Regions from separate parts of the Sus scrofa genome. Here region 2 is linked to region 1. Evidence: chromatin contacts called from public promoter capture Hi-C data. All regions are on one chromosome and are shown on one strand. The core of a region is the stretch at or near the end of the contact, and the rest is flanking DNA. Distances in the headings are between cores, read along the strand shown. Region 1 holds the start of EPCAM (epithelial cell adhesion molecule). Region 2 holds the start of SOCS5 (suppressor of cytokine signaling 5).

Evidence for each region. Promoter capture Hi-C pulls out the DNA fragments that hold promoters and counts their contacts.
Region 2: a promoter capture Hi-C map of fetal skeletal muscle shows a contact between it and region 1, with 4 times the contacts expected there. The contact joins the promoter of SOCS5 here to the promoter of EPCAM in region 1. A contact is called at or near these places in 1 of 5 promoter capture datasets (fetal skeletal muscle) and 1 of 2 datasets of contacts at active chromatin or transcription factors (alveolar macrophages).

The regions. Positions count from the first base shown.
Region 1 is chr3:93,183,778-93,187,539 of Sscrofa11.1, reverse strand. It overlaps EPCAM (epithelial cell adhesion molecule), which reads left to right and starts at 2,319. Exons shown (of 9, transcript NM_214419.1): 1 at 2,319-2,405. The coding sequence starts at 2,330.
Region 2 is chr3:93,852,515-93,856,637 of Sscrofa11.1, reverse strand. SOCS5 (suppressor of cytokine signaling 5) reads left to right here and starts at 2,562. Exons shown (of 2, transcript NM_001162890.1): 1 at 2,562-2,725.

The sequences.
Region 1 (3,762 bases), core at 1,070-3,569:
ATAGCAATGGGAGAGTACAATACATAAATTATTGCTCTGTAAAAGTATAATTTTTGACTTTATATTTGTAAAGATTAATCAAATTTAGTTGAATCTTTATTTTTTCTCTTTTTTTTTAGGGCCTCATAAGGGCATATGGAAGTTTGTGGGCTAGGGGTGCAATCCTGGCCTATACCACAGCCACAGCAATACCAGATCTGAGCAGTGTCTTTGACCTACACCACATCTCACAGAAACACTGGATTGTTAACCCACTGAGCAAGGCCAGGGATGGAACCCACATCCTCATGGATGCTAGCCGGATTCATCACTACCGAGACACGATGGGAACTCCATTTTATTTATTTTTTGTAATTGGGCCTTTATTTTTTTTTCTTTTACTTATTTATTTTTTAATTTTCCCACTGTACAGCAAGGGATCAGGTTATCCTTACATGTATACATTACAATTACATTTTTCCCCCAGCCAATTGGGCCTTTAAATTGATTTTTCACTTTTCCTTTTTTGAACACTTTCTCCAATGATTTAAACAGAAAACAAACCTTAAAAAAAAAAAAAGCAGAAAATAATGATATTGCAGCTAACAAAAATAACACTAAAAATACTTAATACTTTACTAGTTTTTTTTTCTTTAAGGGCCGCACCAGGCCATATGAAGTTCCCAGGCTAGGGGTAGAAGGGAGCTGCAGCTGCTGGCCTTCACCACAGCCAAAACAACAGCAAAGGCAGATCCAAGCTGTGTCTGTGACCTACACAATAGGGGATCCTTAACTACAGAGGTGGGTGAGCAATTGAATAATCCACATCCTCATGGATACTAGTTGGGTTCTCTACCGCTGAGTCACAATGGGAACTCCCAATACTTTAATAGTTAATAAAAGCTTCAAGTTATTACAATTATTCCAAGAGTGTAACGGACAGCATGTTGTAATTTGAAGTCATTTGCATTGAAATAAATTATTGTCCTTTGTTTTCACTTCCTATATTTTCAAAGTACTCATCAATATTATTCTCTAATATTAATCAAAACCAAATAATCTCAGTTCCCAGCATTTGGTTCTATGGGAACACCTTTTCTTACACCTTCAAGTAATAAAAATACTCAAAAGAAATGAAAAGTATACATACCACCATATATAAAAGATGGATAGCAGGGACCTACTGTACAGCATAGGGTAATCTACTCAGTATCGTGTAATGACTTAGATGGGAAAAGAATCTGAAAAGGAATAGTTATATGTGTAACTGACTTACTTTGCTGTACACCTGTAACTAACACAACTTTGTAAGTCAACTATACTCCAATAAAAAAAATTTTTTTAAGGGAGAAAAGGATTATTGAGAACAATTATAAAGAACACACAGGAGTTCCCTTCGTGGCGCAGTGGTTAACGAATCCGACTAGGAACCCTGAGGTTGCGGGTTCGATCCCTGCCCTTGCTCAGTGGGTTAAGGATCAGCATTACCGTGAGCTGAGGTGTAGGTCGAAGACGAGGCTCGGATCCTGCGTTGCTGTGGCTCTGGTGTAGACCTCGCCTGGGAATCTCCATATGCCACGGAAGCGGCCCTAGAAAAGGCAAAAAGACAAAAAACAAAAAAAACCCAAAACCACACACACAAATGTGTCACCTCTAGATCTAGGGAGATTTTTTTTTTTTCTTCCAGTTTTAAAGGAGTAAAATTAAACGGCCAGGTAAGGTCAAAGGTCTTTTTTATTGTGGTAGGGAAGGTTCTCTGGCTTCCCTTTGTATTCCACTTCCATCTTCCTCTTCCCATCCCCTTCACTCTTTCCCCCAAGCCCTATTCTTCAAGGTTTCAGTGTCGTACTTTCTCTGATAAGAAGAAAGTCTCAGTATTTTCAAACTTTCTCCGTGGCCACCGCAAGAGGAAGCACCTGGCGGCGACTCCTTTCCAGCGCACACCTGGGAAGGGGGTGGCTCCCCTGCGGCCGCGCCCGGAGTGGGGGGAGGGGACGAGAACCTGTGGCCACCTCCTCCCTGCCGCCCCGGGCGGTGACTCACCGAGAACCTGCCCTCAGAGGTGAGCAGCCGGGGGCAGGGGCTGGGAGGCGGGGCCACCAGGTCGGCCAGGTCTGCTCCGCCCCGCCGCGCGCCCAGAACGCGCAGAAGGTCGGCAGGCTCGCATCTTTCCTCCAGCCCCAGGGCACCTCGCCGCAGTCCTCCCGACGCGGACCCACGCCTTCCAGGTTTCCTCACGCCGCCCCGCCGGCCAGCGAGCGCCCGGCACCCCACTCCGTCGGGGCGTCCTCCCGCGAGCCCCCGGCCAGCCTCGCGTCCCGAGCGCCCTGGTCCTCGGCGCCCGCGCACCATGGCGCCCCCCCAGGTCCTCGCGTTCGGGCTCCTGCTCGCCGCGGCGACGGCGGCGGTGGCCGCGGCCCAACAAGGTGAGGAGTGGAGTTGCGGGGTTAGGAAGACCGGAGGGTAGCGACTCTCAGCTCCCAAGGCGGAGACTGTAGGGAAGGGGCGGGCGGCCAGGCTTTCCCGCCGAGAGACGGACGGCGCCGGGCTGCTGGGGCCCAGGCCCTCTGCGGTGGGAGGCGGCGGGAAGGCGCCCACCTGCGCGGGCTGGAGGGAGCAGCCTCACTTGGCGCTCTGCGCGCCTCCCTCGGGAAATGGCTCGGCCAAGGCCGGAGGGGCAGACGGGGAACCGAGTGGCAGCGGACCTGGACTCCTCGACGCGCCCACCTCCAACGGCCCAGGCTCACTTGGGATTTTGGCGAGGCGGAAACTTGCTCCGGCCGCGAGGGGACTCCTGCGACAGCGACCTGAGGCCCCGCCCCTCCCCGGGCACCTGCGGCTGGCCCCGGATGTGGGTCTCGGGCGGGGATAAGTGGTTAAGGTGAGGCCTCCGGGGCCGTTGCGCACCTGTGCGCGGGAGGACGTCCTCCTGGGCCTAGACTACGAGGTGTGTGGGTCTTTTCCCTTTAAGGATCGTATCAGGAACGAGCAGTTTATTGTAGGGAACCCCGATCGAGCGATAATCCTAGAGTAAAAAATGTCGGCGTAATGCCACCACTTAAAGAGAATCCTGTAGTTAATAATAAGGTATATTTTTCTTTAGACATTGCTCTAAACATTGCCCTAAGCCTCAACACAGTTTTATATCTTAATTTTTCCCCTATATAATATCCAGAGTTTTTCGTTCTCTTTAGTTTTGAAAAGCACAGGTTTAAATTGTACAGAGCACTCTATAGCCTAAAGGTCGTACCGTTAATCCAAAATGTTGGACGTGTAGGTTGATTCCAGTTTTTCTTACTCGGGAATAAACATCTTGGCTGTCATCTTTTGATTTATTTGTAACGTAGTGGCTAACAGTGAAGTGTCAGCCAAAGCTTTCTGGAAAGACTTTTTTTTTAAAGGCCTCAGCGCACCTGCCCCCCCGCCCTCCGCACATAGAAGTTCCCAGCCTCTGGTTCAAATCAGAGCTGTAGCTGCTGGCCTACACCACAGCCAGAGCAACGCGGGATCCCAGCGGAGTCCGGGATCTACGCCACAGCTTAAGGCAATGCGGGATCTGAGCCATGTCTGCGATCTGAGCCACAGCTCACAGCAACAGCAATGACAGATCCTTAAGCCACTAGCGAGGGATCAAACCTTGTCCTCATGGATGCTAGTCAGATGCGTTTCCACAGAGCCACAAGAGGAACTTCTGGAAAGGCTTTTATATCCTCCCCCCCCCCCAACTGGCCTAATTCATTATACTTTCAAAATAATGCAGTTAGGTCAACTCATGTTTTTTCA
Region 2 (4,123 bases), core at 1,313-3,812, 670 kb before region 1:
CAACTGCAGGCTTCTCCTGCAGAGCCTCTCCTGGCAATTCACCCAGAGTGCTCTGGGTTTGAGGCGCGTCATCAGAAACAAAGAGTACTTTTAAATTGCCCACATGTACTTGGCGCTGTCAAGTAAAGTAGTGTTTATGATGCAACTACTGCCCCACATGGGGCACAGCATCATGGCCTAGAAGGGACCGACACAGGTATTCTTATTATGACCCTGCCTCTGCCATGAGGCATCTCTGATAGGTGAGTTCACTGACCTTCCATTCTGATTTGGGCTGGAGATGCTTTTGTGGGAGCCTGATTCGGGGGTCAGGGGATTCACCAGTTCATTTTAATATGCATTTTATGAGCACCTAATCCAAGCCAAGGCATTGCGGAGGTGCAAAGATGCTGGGGATCTCAGGTCCATCCCCTCTGACCTCAAAGTAGTTTATCTCTAGTCCGTCATCTCTGACAGAATAGCTAATCTCCTAGTCGGGGGCTCTGTATTGAGGCAGCTGTAACATAAAGATAGAGGAAAGTCCTAGCAGATGACAAGAAATAAAATCACTCCAGATGAAAGGATCAGGGTCATCTTTTCTTTGAGAATAAGAAGAAAGGCTGAGAAAGTGTTGAGCAGGTTGGGGAGGCAGGAGGGAGATTGAGGTGACGAGCTGTGCAGCGATTTGGGGAGGTTTTTTTACAGGTTTTCCTGTTTTTCTGGGGGAGAGATATTCATAGTGCTTATCACCCCCGAATTATTTATTTGCTACTTTCCTCATATACATTTTGTCTCACCCTATTCAGGAACCTTGTCAGTTTGCTTCACCACTACATCCTGAGCAACTCAAACAATCCTGGCATGTTGTAAAATGCTTAGTAAATACTGGGTAAATGAATAAACGGCCCAGGTGAGGCAGTGGCTGTAGAAATTGAGACAAAGGGTAAATATAATCGGCATGACAAAGTTTGAAAGGGTAGGGAAGTGTTGCAGCAGTGACAGTAGCCTAGAGGATCACTCAGGTTCTGGTTTGGCTAAGGGAATGGATGGTGATATTATCAAAGAAGATAAGGGACAGATGGGAAGGAGCAAGTTTGTGGACCTCTTAGGGTATTTGAGTTCCAGTTTGGGTACGTCCTGATTAGGTTCAAGAGGAGACTATGTATGCAGATTGGGACCTCATCTGCATACACTCAGCCATCAAAATGGCTAGACCACCCTGTGTGCAGTAGAATGACCATGTACCTTCTGAGAAGAGGACTAAGGATCAGATCCTGGGACTCTCTTCAAGAGCCAATAGAGAATAAATTTAGAAAGGTTAATTGAAGAGAAAGATCATCTAAAGGTTTATGTACGGTTTCAGGGAAACTGGAGTGAGGAGTGCCTTGGGGAGGAAAAAGATTCAATAAGGATGTAGTCCGTAGAATCTACTGCAAAAGAGATCATGTAAGAACCAAAAAGTGACTCTTGAACTCGATTATATGACGCCACTGGTTGCCTTAAGAGGTGCATTTTCAGTGGATTAGTAAGGAATATAATTTAGCCTATCCTGGAAGCATGAATTGAAATAAAGATGAGAGCTAGATGGTCAAGTTTTTTTTTTTTTGGTTTTTTTTTTTAATTTGGAGGCGTCGGAATACGATCACGGTAATGTCTTAACACAGAAGTGCCTGTTAAGTTTGTGAATGAAGAAGAGGTTTCTATAAGGCCAGATGGCCTGTCCTGGAGGCGTCACAATGCCTCAACTACGCTTTTATCCTTTCAGCCATTTCTAGGGCGGGGGCCCTTCCATATAAAGTACAGGCAAAAAATGGGAGACGAACCCCCTCCATCCTTATATGAGTCACGTTTTTGACAGCCGGGCGTGGGGATGGGAATGCTTGAATTAAACTAAGTGCCCAGGTTCCCGTGGATCTTTGCATTTACTAACGGGAAGGCTCATTCACATTTTCCGAGCCGGCACTCCCGTCCTCCATGCAACATTTTTCTTTTCCTTTTCCCTAACAGAGAGAAACCAGGGACAAAGCTTTCCTCCTTCTTCCACCTCAAGGCTGACCTTCCGCCCCCAAGCCCACTGATGGCCGTTCTCTGACCACGTGACCCTCTTCAGCCCCCGTGACTCGCCGCCGCTGACCCCTCCCCTCAGGCCGCAGACCGCCCCTCAAACCCACGTGACAGCCTCTCTCCCACCTGACTGGCTCCTCTCTTTCCCCGGGCCGGACCGGCCGCCGTCGCAGCTGCCCGACTCCAAAATGGCAGCCGCGCACAGCGCGCACCCGAGCGGCCGGACCTCCCTGACTCCCGGGCCGCCCCCCTCTCGCTCCCTGCCTCCCTACTTCGGCCTTCACCTACACGCCTTCGGATTGGCCACTAAGAATCCCGCCCCTCCAGAGCCCCGCCTGCTATTGGTCACGGTAGGCTGCCCTTCAGAGAGGCGTGCCCCCGCCGCCCCCCGCCCGGGGAGGTATTTTCCATTCTGGTGGGGGCGCGGGGAGGGGGGAGGGGAAAAGGGTGAAGAGGGGGAGGCGGCCGGGGAAAGGGGTGGGGGCCTGGCGGGGGCATCCGGCGGAGCTGGGGTCCCCGGACTCCGTCCGGAGGAAGCAAGACTGCGCTCGCACGGGCAGTCGGAGGGAGCGGGACGGGACGGCAGGCGGGCAGACTCGCCCTCTCGGTGACTGCGCCGTCCGGGCCCGTCCTGCCTGGCCGCAGGTGCCCCTGGATGAGGCCGCTCTGCGCGCCCCGACCGGTAAGTGTCTCCGTGGCCAGCCCGGCCGGTGTGCGCTTCCCGGACCCTCGCGCCTCCGTTAGCGGCCGCCTCTCCGGCCCCGGTGCCCGCGCCCGGCGCAGTCCGCCTCCGGCCGGCGCCTCCACCCCGGGTGGAGGCAGCGCCGGCCCTCTGGCAGGCAAGAGGACGACGGGCGGGGGACCGCAAACCCGGGCCGGGAGCCCGGTGCAGACCCTGCGGCGCATAGTGGGAGCTTGCACTTAGTAGGTTCTCGATGCATTTCGTGGAATTGTTTTTCTGGTTGGAGGAACATAGGTCGCTTAAGGGAAAGGGGGTTGCTCCGAGCTAGTCGGAGGGCGTTCGTGATACGGGTCGCGGTGAATCGAGGGGAGGTCACCGGAGACTGGGGCATTTGCGCGCGCCGCAGGCTAGGGGTTACCGGCCAAGTCATTTGGGGCTCTAAAGCTCCGATCCCGGGGTCCTCAAGGTCGACGAGAAGAGAGGTCCACCGGGAGGTGAGCCAGAGAACTGGGGAGCTTGGATGGGGAAAGTGACTGGAGCACCTCCGGAGTTTAACGGGAGGTGGGAAGGGATGCTCAGGCGGGCACTGAAAGACCCCTCTGCAACTCCTTGGGGCCCTAAGATTCTTTGGTGCTGGGATTTGGACGTTCAAGTAGCCAGAGGGAAGTGACTTGCTGGAGAGGGAGTTGCTTTTAAAGAAGGATGCTCAGAAACAGTTTTAAGTACACATCTTGGCTTGGTTCTGAACTTTGAAAGGCAGGGGGATTGGAGTCGAGATCACATTTTCTTTTGGTATTCCAACAAAAAGGTGGACCTTGGACGTTATCTTTTATTTTAAAATATATGTATGTGTTCGGTGGTGTTTTACCAGTTATTAGTTTTGCTGGAATTTCTCAAACTGCTCCTTGAAATTCTTGTAGCAGCTTCTCCATCTGAGAAGATCCTTTCTTCAGGTTTCTCCATCCATTGCAATGGCTTACTTCCTCCCAACGTAGCATTTTGGCTGGACTGTACTATTACACTTTGCTACTGACTTTTATTCTGCAAGATTAATAGGTAATTCGAATGCTTTCTCTCCTTGCTTTTCATTGTTTCTTTACAAGGTCATGCAAAATTGAACCACAAATTCTATAGTTTAACATATTTTAACTTTTAAGCGTTGAAGTGGGAAGATGTTGGTTAGTTAGCAGCTCTAGAAGGCAATGTGAAGATCAGGTTGAGTGTTCTAACAGTTGGGAATCTTAATGTCAGATGTTTAGTTTAATTTTAATATCCTGAACTTGCATAACACTCTTGAGAGTGGGTTAAGAACGTAAAAAATGCATACCTGGGTTAGGCAGTGGCAGTCTACAGAATCCACCTCTGTGGCAGCCGGTGGAGGTTCTTCATGTCACTGAG